Regions from separate parts of the Sus scrofa genome. Here all the other regions are linked to region 2. The links are chromatin contacts, called in public Hi-C and HiChIP or PLAC-seq maps. All regions are on one chromosome and are shown on one strand. The core of a region is the stretch at or near the end of the contact, and the rest is flanking DNA. Distances in the headings are between cores, read along the strand shown. Region 1 overlaps MYLK2 (myosin light chain kinase 2, skeletal/cardiac muscle). Region 2 holds the start of PDRG1 (p53 and DNA damage-regulated protein 1). Region 3 holds the start of HCK (tyrosine-protein kinase HCK).

What was found. Hi-C and Micro-C count contacts between places; a contact is called where the count stands out from the background. HiChIP or PLAC-seq counts read pairs in DNA pulled down with a chosen protein or histone mark.
Region 1: a Hi-C map of omental adipose tissue shows a contact between it and region 2, with 1.8 times the contacts expected there. The contact joins the enhancer-like site here to the promoter of PDRG1 in region 2. A contact is called at or near these places in 1 of 5 promoter capture datasets (liver), 23 of 47 Hi-C or Micro-C datasets (alveolar macrophages, blood, embryonic fibroblasts and 13 more) and 2 of 2 datasets of contacts at active chromatin or transcription factors (alveolar macrophages and skeletal muscle).
Region 3: an H3K27ac HiChIP or PLAC-seq map of alveolar macrophages shows a contact between it and region 2. The contact joins the promoter of HCK here to the promoter of PDRG1 in region 2. A contact is called at or near these places in 3 of 47 Hi-C or Micro-C datasets (fetal heart ventricle, psoas muscle and skeletal muscle) and 1 of 2 datasets of contacts at active chromatin or transcription factors (alveolar macrophages).

The regions. Positions count from the first base shown.
Region 1 is chr17:35,512,401-35,516,770 of Sscrofa11.1, forward strand. MYLK2 (myosin light chain kinase 2, skeletal/cardiac muscle) reads left to right here. Exons shown (of 12, transcript XM_013985219.2): 12 at 1-696. Among named protein-coding and RNA genes, the nearest start is that of MYLK2, 15 kb to the left of the region's middle. Within about 2 kb of position 2,346, at least 33 of the 83 cell types and tissues checked have an H3K27ac peak or open chromatin away from gene starts, as enhancers often do. A contact at or near this core is called in alveolar macrophages, embryonic fibroblasts, fetal liver and 4 more, where this site is marked.
Region 2 is chr17:35,613,023-35,617,424 of Sscrofa11.1, forward strand. It overlaps PDRG1 (p53 and DNA damage-regulated protein 1), which reads right to left and starts at 3,045. Exons shown (of 5, transcript XM_003483933.4): 1 at 2,868-3,045; 2 at 1,234-1,309; 3 at 141-215. The coding sequence starts at 2,954.
Region 3 is chr17:35,706,995-35,711,748 of Sscrofa11.1, forward strand. It overlaps HCK (tyrosine-protein kinase HCK), which reads left to right and starts at 1,555. Exons shown (of 13, transcript XM_021078145.1): 1 at 1,555-1,650.

The sequences.
Region 1 (4,370 bases), core at 1,096-3,595, 100 kb before region 2:
GTGACTGCTTCCCCGACGTGAGCCGCCTCAGATGTGGCCTTGACTCCATCCTGCTAATGCCTCCCCAGACAGGGCTCCAGTCCCACAGCCACAGCCCAGATGCCATGGGCCCTGCTGTTCCTGCCCGGTTCCCCCTTCTGGAACTGCTGCTCTGGTGACCCCTGCTTGGCCTCACCTGGGGCATCCCTGGCCTGGGCTTGCTCCTAGCTGGAGTGGGAGGGCTGGGGGTCCTGGCGTGTGGGGTTTCCGCCCTTGTGGATGGGAGGCCCTTGGTGGGGCAGGAAGGCAGCACAGCCGAGTCCCAAGGCCCAGCTGCCAGGGGAGACAGAGCAGGCTTTGTGAAAGAGGACCTCTGTGCCCCCACCCGCCTCCCCAATCCCAACAGATAAGGCCCGGCACACACCATCTGGCTGGGCCCGGCCCCCCGCCCACCTTCCTTGCGACCACCAACACACAGGAACTCCGCCTGAGAGAGAGGACGCCCTGCCCAGGCCTGGCGGAGGGGGAGGGGCGAGGCCTAGGGGACAGGGGAGACCACCCCCGAGCTTGCCTGAGGGCCAAGCCGGCCCAAGCCAGGCACTCCGGGCCCCCTCCCCAGGGTCAGCCGCGGCCCAGGAGGAGGGGGAGGGCCGTCAGGCAGCCCCCAACCTGCTCTCAGCTTGTGCCTTGTAAATAAATGTACAGGTTGGAAGTGGCCTCCTTCCCTCTCTGTGTGTGCACTTGGGGACAGTCACAGGTGGAGGACTACCGTGGGGCCAGGGGCTTTATTATTATTATTATTATTATTATTATTGCTCTTGAGGGCCACACTTGTGGCATATGGAGGTTCCCAGGTTAGGTGTCAAATTGGAGCTGCAGCCGCCGGCCTACACCGCAGCCTCAGCAAGGCGGGGACCCGAGACACGTCAGGGATCCACACCACAGCTCACGGCAACACTGGATCCTTAACCCAGTGCGGGGGACCAGGGATTGAACCTGCGTCCTCATGGACACTGGTTGGGCTCGTTACTGCTGAGCCACAATGGGAACTCCAAAGGGGGCAGGCATTTGAGCAGCCCTTGGTGCTACCGACGCGGCCTCAGAAGCCAGACTGCCCAGCGTGTGATCTGGGCAAGTGGTCCCCCGCTTTGTGCCTCAGTTTGTCCATTTGTGAGCTGGAGGTCCCCACACCAGCCAGAATTTATGGGCGATTGCTGGATGCAGGCTCTATTTCAACGCTCGTATGTACAACTCATTGACCCCCCACAGCAAGGTTGTGAGGTAGATATAGTTCCTGTTTTACAGAGGGGGAAACTGAGGCTTATGAGGGGAAGGAACTTGAAGGCTTTTCAACAAATTGGAAGCTGGGGCTTGAAATCTTCTCTCTCCCAGAGCAAGGCTCTGCCCATGGGCCCACGGACCTCTCACCAGCACAAGGGGGAAGCAGAAGCTTGGCCCCCAGGTCGAGCCAGAAGTTGGGCCCTGCAGTGACGGGGGTCTCCTGGGAGGCCTGGGGGAGAGAGCTGTCCTCTGGTTTTCCTGACAGGCCCCAGCCGGCCTCGCCCAGGCCTGCCGTGCAGGGGAGGGGCTCCACCCAGAGGGCAAGGGAGCTTAACCCTGACAGGGTGCAGCCTTTCTGACCGTGAGGACAACTGAGTCAGAAGTGGGACCGGCCCAACGGGGGCACCCTGTCCGCCTGCTGATCCGCCTGCTGAGGTTCACAGCAGTTCACATGCACGGAGCGCCTACTGGGTGCCCGCCCTGGCCCAGCTCTGTGCGTTTGCGATCACATCGGCCGTTCACGTGATGGCACCGTGGGCACTTGAGTTACGTCCATTTCTCCCACGAGGAAGCCAAGCCTCAGGGAAGTGACGCCACTCGCTCCGAGTCCCGCAGCTCATCTGCGGCAGAGCCAGGATTTGTACTCAGACAGTCTGGACCCAGAGCCCCTGCTCTTAACAGCGACCCTGTCTGCCTCCGAGTACTCTTGGACAGAGAGACCTTCAGCCTTCATCCCTCTCTGCCTGCCTCCCTGATCACTGGCCTGGAGGGCGAGGCGGGGTCCTCACTCCCACTCCTGCTCTGTTTCAGCAGATGGGTATGGAGTTCCCCCGGCAACAGGTGCCACATGGGGCAGGGTATGGGGGACTTTGAGGGGCTGAGCCTACTGGAGCTTGTTGGGGGGCCTGGGGAGCCTGGCTGGGGCTCCTGGTGGGAGATGTGCTCATGGGCAAGGCCCCCTGGGCCGTGGCTCCCTGCCTGCCTGTCCGCCCGCCTGCCCGCCCGCCACCTGCCAGCTGGGCCAGGCCTGTGGTTTCCTCTGAGTTCTCTCAGCCTTGCTGGCCCCCGCCCAGCCTGAGCCTCGGCCACACAGCGTGATGATGAGAGATGAGTCATGGCCATAGTGGAGGGGTGAGGAAATGAGGTCCAGCCAGTGCAGAGAACCAGGGCCCGGCTCCAGCTGGGGAAACCGAGGCCAAAACGAAACGTCTCCTCCGCAGTGACAGCTGGGACTAGAACCCGGGACTCTGGACTCCCCGTTCAAGCCTCAGTTTCCTCCTCTGTCACACGCAGATGACAACTGTCCTCTAATGCTCCTCTATGAGGGCCTTTATGACAATCGAGCGCTGGGACAGGGAGCTCATTCACCATATTTCCGAGGTGAGGAAACAGGTTCAGAGAGGGAAAGGGACCTGCCCAAGGCCACACAGCCAATTAACATGTCCTGGGAAGGAAGCCCACTCAGAACCAGGGAACGGGGCTGACCATGGCCTCTGTCTCTATCCCCTCCTGGGAGCACATCTTAGACAGTTCTTTTGGACTCATCCGGTGCCTCCTTTGGGCCTCCCCTTGTTCCTGGAGGGGAAGGATGGGGACTTGACGATATGGATGGGGAAATGATGGGGTTTCAGAGAGATTTTGCTCCCTGAGGGCCACAGAGCTTGCCCAGGAGGAAGCTTGGGTGGCAGCCGCTGGCGAAGGACTGAGTCTCAGTCCCGCCGCAGGCAGGGGCCCAGGCCCGTGACCTTCACTAGAGCGCCCAGGCCCAGCAACCTCAGAGCTGCCGTAATGAGGGAGTGGTCCATGCTCCTGTGGGCTGGCCAGCGGGGGCCAGAGCCAGGACTAAAGCTCTGGGTCTGGGTCTGCCGTTCCGCAAGTCCTGGATGACAGACAACAGCCATGCCCTGCCCCTTGCTTGGTGGGCCCTGCCCACCGCGGTGCCTGTGTCGTGGGCTCCCCCTGCATGGTGTCTGGCACAACCGCCATGCTGTGATCTTCCCTGCAAGTTGCTCGGTACCCCCAGGAGCCCAGGGCCACGAGCTTCTCCCGCACAGCACCCGGGGCCCCCCTCACGGGCTGAGAAGAGTTAATGCCCTCAACGGGCCAGCTCCTCCCGACTGGTCCCAGCCCCAGCCCAGAGCGCGTTCCTCCAAGACTATTTCCTGCCTCTGGGCCTTGGCCAGGCCCACAGTGACCACCCCCATGGGTCTGAGGCCGCATCTGGTTTGGATTACACCAGGGCTGGTGACGCTGCCTTTTCCTGTCGGCGTCCAGTGGCCTCAAATTCCACCGGCCACCTTGGACCCAGCAGGGCAGCTGTGGGAAAAGATTCAACCAGCGACAGGGCTGCCCCGACGGTATGAAGTGGCCAGGGCCATCCTGAAGGATGTGCCCACCTGGACCGAGCTCCCGCTTGTGCAGTTGCCCGCACACCTGTTCCTTCCTTCACTCTCGCCCGTGTTATTTATGGAGCACAAAGCCCTGCACCCAGGGACTCCCATGTGTACATTCGTTTCATCCCCACCCCGTGACTGGGTATTTCATTACCAGCAGTTCTCAGATGAGGAAACTGCGGCACAAGGACTCTATGGACAAGGCTGTGGGTTCCCAGCCAGTCAGTACTGGGGTGGGATGGCAAAGCAGGCGGTCTGACTTCAGACACATCCGATCCCTATTTGTTGAGCCCCTTTTCTGGGCCTGGCCCTAAGCCAGAGACTGGAGATGAATTAGTCATGGTCTCGGCCCTCAGAGAGTTCACAGCCTCTGGGACCCCGGCGGTGGGAGGCTGGGGCTTATGGTGGAGCTGGAAGGGCATGGCAGAAGCCACTAGGTCCTGGTCTCTCCTCTCCAGGGGGAGTGACTTCCATGCTTAGAGCAAATGAGGAGGAGGCCTCTTCCAGAAAGAGAGAAGGGGGTGTTCTAGGCTGCTCCAGGGAGCTGAGAACAAGCTTGTCATCCCAGTGGGGCTTTTGCATATGATGAGGCAGGAAATCAATCTAGAGAAGTTGACAGAAGCCTCAAATGCCAGGCTGAACTGGGGCCATAGGAAACCGTGGAAAGGTTTTTGGTGGTTTTTTTTTTTTTTCTTCTTTCTTTCCTTTTTTTATGTT
Region 2 (4,402 bases), core at 1,795-4,294:
AACTCACAGTGGCAGAGTAAGGATTAAAATACACACAGCCACCTCTCATCAAGCTGCCCAAAGCCTGACTCTCAGCTCTGGGTTAAGACCAAGGCTGGGGGAGGTGGGGGGGGGGTGTCCTCGTGCCCAGGAGGCCTTACCTTTCTCAATCATTTCTTTCGTCTCTGGGTGAGGCATCTTGATAAACATGTTCCCGAAGCAAACCATCACATCTTCTGAAATGGCAACAGTCATTCTTTCAACAAATGTTTTTAAGTGCCTGCTATCTGCTAGGCATTGCTTTAGAGGTTGAGCACACAGAAGAACAGGACAAAGCTCCTGCCCTCATAGCTTATGTTATAGTGGAGGAGAGGAAATTAACAAAAAAGTAAAGACACTCAACAGAAATATGACTTGTCAGACCCTGACAAGTGTCGGCGAGGAAAATAAAGCAGGGTAAGAGAGATGGGGAACACCAAAGGAGGGAGGGGCTTGTCACCGATACCAGGCAGTCTGGGAAGGCCTCGCTGATGATGTGACATTTGGGCAGAGACCTGAAGTGAGGGCGTGAGCCCTGCGGACATCCGAAGAAAGAGCGAGCCAGGCAGAGGAACGAGGAACAGCAAAGATCAGTGGTGTGCCGGGGTGTCAGCAACAGCAGGGGAGACCAGGAGGGTGGAGTTATGAGTGAGGGGGAGGGGAGAGGAAAGGACAGGGGAGCATCCACAGGGTTTTACTCTGGTGAGGCCAGAAGCAAGTGCACTTTAAACTCTTGGCCCCAAGGCCCTTCATTACCGCCCTTCATTACAGCCTGGCCTCTGCCCATCTCTCCAGCCTCATCACACGCTCTGTCACAACACCTGGCCTCATCTAAGGAGCCACATCCCCTTCTCCAACACCAAGCCCATGTCCAATTCCTTCTTCAGCTTTCTCACGACTTTCATTTCTGTATTTATGCTGTTTAACCCATCTTTAGGTGCATGCACAAGGGCAGAAACTGTACTATTTTTATAGCCCCCAGCGCTTTTCCTGGTGCCGTCACTCATAAGCCAGCAGCTAACAACCTGTCTCTGAGGTGAGTGGCTAAAATCCTGAGCCACAGTCCAGGTCTGAACTGGGATACTGTCTCCCCATCTCCATGGGCTGTGCACACACCTCTGGCCTCCTGCCTGGTCTCTATCAGGGGTAAGTCAAAGGCCTTAGAAGGAGAAGTGAACAGGCCTCCTGGGCTGCAGTGAGGAAGTCTTGGCTTACCAGAGAGGCTGAGATCCTTCTGCAGGGCTCTCAGGCCCTCCCGGTTCCGATTCCTTTTGGTGTCCAGGTCCACAATCTGAAAAGCACAGGGGCATGAGGGAACTCAGACACCTCTTACCCGGGCCTGTACTCCCAACAGACCAGAGCTGTTAAAACCGAACAGAAACAAAACCAGGGCATCCCTGCTAGGTTAATTCCAATGCCCTGCTGTGTGAAGGTATTCCTTCCCCCACTTAGCTGCCAGCTCCTTCAAGACAATGCTTTGTGCAGGTGTCTTCCCAGGAAAAATGTTTCAGGACCAAACAATTTGTTTTTTTATTATCCACTGGAGCACCAGTTCTTAAACTTTAGGGCATTTCAGAATCACCAGGGGAGTGAAAACCACTCCCTGGACAAGCTCCTCCAGCTGATTCTCACCTAGTACCACAAGAAACCCAGCAATATTACACCAGAACAGCAGAGTGGGGGCACTGAGATGGGGATAACAGCACAATAGCTACCAAGGAAGTGAGGAGGTGGTACAGTACACTGCCTGAAGGAGCTGAATACTCAGGTTTGATTCATGCTGCCCACTCTAAGCTGTGTTATTTCACTTCTCTGAAAAATGGAGATAGGAACAGTACACACCTCATCGGTTATGAATCCAGGAACTAAGTAGGTCAGCACAGTACTTGACCCACAGTAAGGACCCAATAAACTTTAAACTGCTATTTACCATCCAGCATACCTTGAGGCAGTGTTTGACAGGCTCTTCCCCAAGTCTTCCCATTCTCACTACCTGAGGGAGCAACCATTCAATCTTTCTAACTGGAGATGAAGAGTCATGAATCTTTCTTGATTTCTCCCACTCCCTCACCCCTATACCTAACGATCATGGAAGCCTAAGTCCATCTCCAAAATATATTTCTGACCCAACACCACCACCTTGGCTCAAAGCCATCCCTCACCCCACCCATGGCAATGGCCCCTCATATTCTCTTCTCTACAGAGTGCCTGGCCCCTCATATTCTCTTCTCTACAGAGCAGCCAAAGGGATCTTTCAAACCCTAAATCCATTACATCACTCTCCTTCTCCCCATGAACTCTTTTCAAAGCCTCTGCATCTTTATTAGTACCAAACCCAGACTCCCAGTGCAGGTTTGCATGGCCTTCCAAGGCCAGGGCCCCACACTCCTCCCACATCCCCATCCCTGCGTGATCCCAAGACCACTCAGGCCTCTTTTCTGTTTCTCTTCTCCACTCAGAGTGTGAACTGGGGCGGTGCAGCCCAGCTCAGGGAGGGAGCCCAGGAACCGCATTTTGAAAGAGGGGTTCAGATCAATCAAATGCCCAAAGGGGTGAGTAGATCGGGATCGGGAAGGTAGGGCAAGGGAGCAGAGAAAGGATGGAAGAGACGGAATGCCTGGCACAGAGAGGCCCCCGTGTAATACATGCAGAATGAAGCGCGGCGCTTCATTTAACCCACATAATCTCACAGCCGCCCAGCCTGTCGTCACGGCCATTGGCCTAAAAGCCTAGGTCACCTCCTGGAGAGCCTGAGCTGGAGCGATTCCGCACCTTGCGCTTCACTAGGCGCTCGCCACCAGGCCCCAACCTCCGAACCCGGGTCCCAGCCTCGCGGATCAGCCTCCTACCTGCCGTTTGTCCGCCAGAACCTCTTCGGCGAGCTCCTCCACCTCCACCAGGTACCGCAGCACCCGCTCCGCTTCGGGTGACAGCATAGTGCGCTCCAGCCCCGACTCTGCTCTGCCGCGACTCTAACAAGCTCCGCCACAGCTCGCTTCTTGCTTTGCCTGCGCACGCGCAGCTCTGACGGGGCTTCCGGCGCGCACGCGCAATTGAAAGAAGAACGGTGGCGCGCAGGCTCCAACGAAAGCGCGTTAGCGGAACGCGAGAGGCGGGGTCTAGCTTTGGAGGCAGGGTTAGAGCGCCCCCTGCAGGCCAAGGGAACATAGTCGGCTATGCTGCTGCTCTTTTTTTTTTTTTACTTCATTAAAAAATTTTTTTTAGATTATAGTTGACTTACAGTGTTGTGCCAGTTTCTGCTGTATACGCTATGATGCCTCCTAACCACTCCCTCCCTTCGTATAATTCTTGAGCATCTACTCTGTGCCAAGGAGTTATAGGTACTGAGGAGGCAACTGTGAGCAAAACAAAGGCCCTGCCCTCATGAAGCTTCATCCTAGTGGGAAACATGGACAATTAATGACAAAACAAATAATTATATAATATGGCAGGCAGTGATAAGGCTTCAGAGAAATCAAATAATTCTTCCTCTGCTTGAGGAATACGGAAGAGGCCCATGTGACATTGTGGTTTGGGGCGGGGGGTTTGGCGGAACTCACGGCATGCAGAAGTCACCCAGGCTTGGGCTCAAACCCACACCATAGCTGTGACACAAGACAAAGCAGTGACAACGCCAGATCCTTAACCCACTGTGCCATCAAGGAACTCTGACAGTGTGACATCTTCACTTTCCAATTTATAAAATGGAGTGAATAAAAATCCCCCTTATTGTCTTTCTTCAGGACTAGAAGGAGGCAGGAATCTTTTTACTTTTTAAAATTTAATTTAAATTTTTTGAGGGGGTCTTTTTAGGGCTGCAGCCACAGCATATAGAGGTTCCCAGGCTTGGGGTCAAATCCAGAGCTGTACCAGCTGGCCTACACCAGAGCCACAGCAACACCAGATCCGAGCCGATGTCTGCGACCTATACCACAGCCTCATGGCAATGCCAGATCCTTAACCCACTGAGTGAGGCCAGGGGTCGAACCTGCATCCTCATGAATACTAGTCAGATTCGTTTCTGCTAAGCCACAATGGGAACTTCAGGAATCTTTTTAAATTGAGTTTGATTCCCACATTCACTGAGCCCTTGTATTGGGCCCAGTGTCTGCAATAGCTGACCTACACCCAAGGAAGGGGTTAGAAAACCATGGGCCGTGAGCGATTAAGTGCCAGCTCAGAAAAGAAGTTGTGTAAGTGCTGGAAAGTGAACCCGTGTGGGCCGTGGGATCTGGGAGGACCTCCAAGAAGAGGGGGGCAGGTGGAAAGTGGCTACCCTTCAGAACCAGAGGGTTCCCTAGAAATCTTCATGCCCAAACCCCTCACTGCATGGCTGGAAAAATCAAGGATCGGAGAGCGGCGAGGACTTTAAAAGGTCAACAGC
Region 3 (4,754 bases), core at 305-2,804, 92 kb after region 2:
GGCATAGCACACTGTCTGCAGTGTTTGCTCCCCAATGGGATTGAGCTCTAGGAGCCCACGGTTGGAGCTTGATGATACTCTCTTAACTGGCTTCCTTCTCTTGCCCTGTCTCAATCATTTACGTCCTTACTAGTGATTTTTGTATCTTCCAAATAATCAACATTCACTTGAATCCATGTCTAAGGTCTGCTTCTTGGGAATTCAAATTAAGACCAGTAGATGGTGTCAAGGGTCAATCAAGATATGGGGAAGTGACCACTGTGGCTCAGTGGAAACAATCTGACTAGTATCCATGAGGACGCAGGTTCCATCCCTGGCCTTGCTCAGTGGGATAAAGATCCGGCGTTGCCATAAACTGTGGTGTAGATCCCAGACAGCGACTCAGATTCTGAGTTGCTGTGGCTGTGGCGTAGGCTGGCAGCTGCAGCTCTGATTGGACACCTAGCCTGGGAACCACCATATGTGGTGGGTGCAGCCCTAAAAAGCAGGGGAAAAAAAAAAAAAGATATGGGGAAGTGGTGGGAGAGGAATCCAGGCAGCAGCCATTACGTAAGCATTCTTGGTCAAGCAATTCTTTATGAAATTCTCACATGGGTTCATAAGGAGACACGTATGAGGCGGTCCATTGCAGCTGTGTTTATGGTACTGTGAAGTAGTGTGCCGTCTGGGCATCCATGACTAGGGGAATGGATACATAGACTATGGAGGATGTAGACAACTACCTTTGGCAGCATAGCTAGATAGTAACAGTATCGAGTGATAGAGTGGGGAAAAAAGGCAAAACTGAATACCTACCACCCAAGTAAATCAAGCACACAATCAAAACATTATCTGCTTTTTAAAAGTGCAGGCATGTATTTAGGTACACACACCAAACACATAAGAACAGGGTTATTATCTTTCTCATTCAAGTTTCTGTTCTCCCTTCCCACCCCTCCTCAGATATTTGGTTATGTCTGGATACATTTTTAGCTGTCACGAATGGGGAAGAGGGTTTGCTACTAACATCTAGTGGATGAAATTCAGGAATTCTTTTCAATATCCTACTATGCACAGGACAGCCCCCAAGACAAAGAATTTCAGGACCTAAAGGTCACCAGTGCCATGGTTGAGAAGCCCTGTGTAGCCCAGAGCCCAGCACAGTATTGCTGAATGAATGAATGAGAGATGAAGGTGGCCTGAACTGGCTAGGAGCAGTGGGACTACAGAGACGCAGTAGGATTCTGGAGGTGTGTTCAGCAGAATTTTGGGTGAGAATCCTTCTCTTTCCAGGTGGAGATATGCTGTGCCCTTGCCTGGCGCTGGGCACATCTCTTTCATGTGCGGCCTCCACTTGCCGTCACTCAGTTTTGGAACTCCTCTGAGCTACCCGGAAACCGACAAGGAGTGAGCTAGGCTGGTTCCTGCGGGCAGGGCACTTTGCATGGATTTGAATAGCGAGGGGCCTGCAGAGCGGAAACCGCAGACCACAGAAGGGATGGGAAGGCTTAGGACCCGGCCTGGGGGAGGGGCCTGGGCTAGAAGGAGGGGTTTGGAATGGTGGGGAAACAGGTCGAAATGCTTGGAGGAGGGGGAGTGGATTTAGAATCCTGTACGAATGACGACAGTGGGGTGAAGATCCTCCGGAATCGGTTTAGAATCCTTTAATAGGTGGGATCAGAAATCCTGGAGGTCAGGAATGGAATCTTTGAATGGGTCGATGAGAATCTGGAAGGGGGGGGTCGGGCGTTTAAAGGGTATTAAAATCCTGTGAGGGAGTTCCTGATGTAGCCCAGCGGGTTAAGAACCGATTAGTATCATGACGATAGGGGTTCGATCTCTGGCCTCGCTCTGTGGATTAAGGATCCAGCATTACGGTCAGCTGTGGTATAGGTCGCAGACGAGGCTCGGATCCCGAGTTGCTTTGGCTGTGGCGTAGGTCGACAGCTGTAGCTCCGATTTGACCCCTAGCCTGGGAACTTCCATGTGCCGCGGGGTGCGGCCCTAAAAAGAAAAAAAAAAAAAAAAAATCCTGTGGGAACAGGTTAGGATCACCTAAGAGAGAGATTAGAATCTTTAGGATTAGGGTCATAAATCTTGAGGCCTGGGTTAGAATCTTTTTTAGAAGCCTTTGGTTGGCCGGGATTAAAATCCTGGGGGCAGAACTAGAAACCTCCCGTAGGCGAGGTTAAAATTCCTTCCGCTGTGAGAATCAAAATCCTTCAGGGCAGAATTAAGACCTTGGGAGGAGATGGGGTGTTGGGGTTCTGGGGAGGGCGGGGTTTAGAATCCTTTGGGACGGGGTTAGGGCTTTGGGAGATGGAATTCGAATACATTAGAGAAGGCATTAGGTTATCTGGGGGTTATGACCTTTGAGAGACCGGTTAAAATTCTTGGAGGCGGGGTTATCCTTCTGGAAGGAGGTTAGGATTCTTGGGGACAGGGTTAGAAGTTTTGGATGGGCGGGGTTTAAAAATAATTTCCTACTTGGTGGGATTAGGATTTTGGGGAGGTGGGGACGGAGATTAGAATAACCCGGGTCGGGTTAGAATCTTCGGGGGCGGGTTTAGGATACTCGGGGGCGGGGTTAGCACCACTCCGGGCGCGGCTAAAGCGCCCAGATGGTCTGTGGGCGCCAAGGCGTCCCAGGTCCTAGCCCGGGCGCAACTCTGGGCGATTGGGAGGGACGCAGACAGCTCAGCCAAGAGGGGCCCCCAAAAAACAACGCACCGAAACACCTCGGAGCGCAGCCCCAGCCTCTTCTCCAAAGTCACTCTCTCTTCCCTGCGGCACCGGCGCCCGGGCACCCCGGGATCTGCCGAGCTGGGGGGTCGCTCCAGTTGCGAGGACCCGGGCTGCCCACCGGAGGAGGAACGGGCGCCCAGGTGAGTTTCTCGGACCCAGGATCGGGCGACATCAGCTCGTCACCTTGGCCTGACGGTCTTCGGGCTGCGGAGGGAGCCCAGGGTGGAGAGCGGGGAAGGTTGGGCTGCAGCTGGAAGGGACCGTCGGGGAAGCGGATGACAGGTGGCCGGATGGGGGGACCGAACCCTCCGGGAGGATGCCCAGATAAATAGCAGAACTGCCTGGCTGAGAACCTGGGAAGGCTCGAGAGTGACTTTAAGCCTGAGCCGCCACTTCTCTGGGCGGTCCAGCTTCCCTTTCTGCAAAAGGAAAAAAAAAAAAAAAAAAAAAAAAAAGTCTTCACAGAGCCCGGGGAGGGGAAGACCCTTACGATTCCTGGTTGGGGTGGATGATGGTCACAGTCACGGCGGGTTGGCAGCCATAGTGGGGAAGGGGACAGCTGGCCGTAGGCGTGACGTGTGAGCCACACCCAGGCAAGGCTGCAGCTGGGTCTGCTCGCTGAGCTTGCTCCTCCTCCCACGCTGGGCCCTGATCCCCAGCAGTCTAGGTTAAACCCCAAAATCCCCTGGACAGACCACAGGATGCCTGGCCCCTCCCTTTCCTCCTTGTGAGACCTTGGACAAGTCACCCTCCCTTTCTAAATTCCCTTTCCTCATCTGTCAAGGAGCACTATCAATTCTTCCTTCCAAGGCTGCAGTAAGCTAGAGTGTGTTAGAGATCACTATTGTGGCAGTTTAGTGTAATAGTTAAGGAAGAGGTTTCTGGGAGCAATCTGCCTGTTGAACCTTGGGCAGGGGATCTGGTCTTTCTGTGCCTCCGTTTCCACAACTGTAAGATGGGGATAATTAAAATAATGGTTGTGTCATAGGGTTGTTTTGAAGGTTAGACTGAGTTATTGAAGGAAAGCTCTTAAAGCACTGCCTGACAGGTCGACGGCTTAATTGGTATTCACTACTATCACAGCTTTTAAGGATTAACCAAGTGGTTCTCGAACTTTATCTGTGCATCAGTAGCACCTGGAAGGCTTCTTACAACCCAGGTTTCTGGGCCTTGACCCCAGAGTTTGTGATGGAGTAGGTCTGGCACTGGAGCCCAAGAATTTGCATTCCCAGGTGATACTGATGCTGCTGGTCCAGGAACCACACTTTGAGAACCACTTTGGACGGCACAGACAAGGGCCTCAATAGATAGCAGTTCTCAAGAGTTCCCTGGTGAGTCAGTGGGTTGAGGATCTGGTGTTGTCACTGCTGTGGCTCAGGTTTGATCCCTGGCCTGGGAACTTCCACATGCTGAGGGCAAGGTCAAAAAAAAAAAAAAAAAAAAAAAAAGTCATTTAACATACAGCCCTCTGTCTCAAAAAACTATAACTGTGCCTTGACTGCTGACTGGGTCCCAGAGTTTTCTGAGATGCTCTTCCTGGGTTTAAATCCTCAAATTTGGCTCAAATAAAATTTTCCATTAGGAGTTCTCGTCGTGGTGCAGTGGTTAACGAATCCGACTAGGAACCATGAGGTTGCGGGTTCCATCCCTGCCCTTGCTCAGTGGGTTAACGATCCAGCATTGCCATGAGCTGTGGTGTAGGTTGCAGACGCGGCTCGGATCCCGCGTTGCTGTGGCTCTGGTGTAGGCCAGTGGCTACAGCTCCAATTCGACCCCTAGCCTGGGAATTCCATATGCCGCAAGAGCGGCCCAAGAAAATAGCAAAAAGACAAAAAAAAAAAATTTTCCATTAAAAAATAGATATCAGTTATCTCCACTGCTTTCCCTTCACTATCCTTTTTAGGGAAGGATGGGGAGGGGTTGAATACAGAAAAGTAAAGAGAATAACATAAATATCCCCCAGGAACCCAACACCCAGAACTAACAAATGTTACTTTGTTGTGTTGGCTTTGTTTCCTCATGTTTGGATC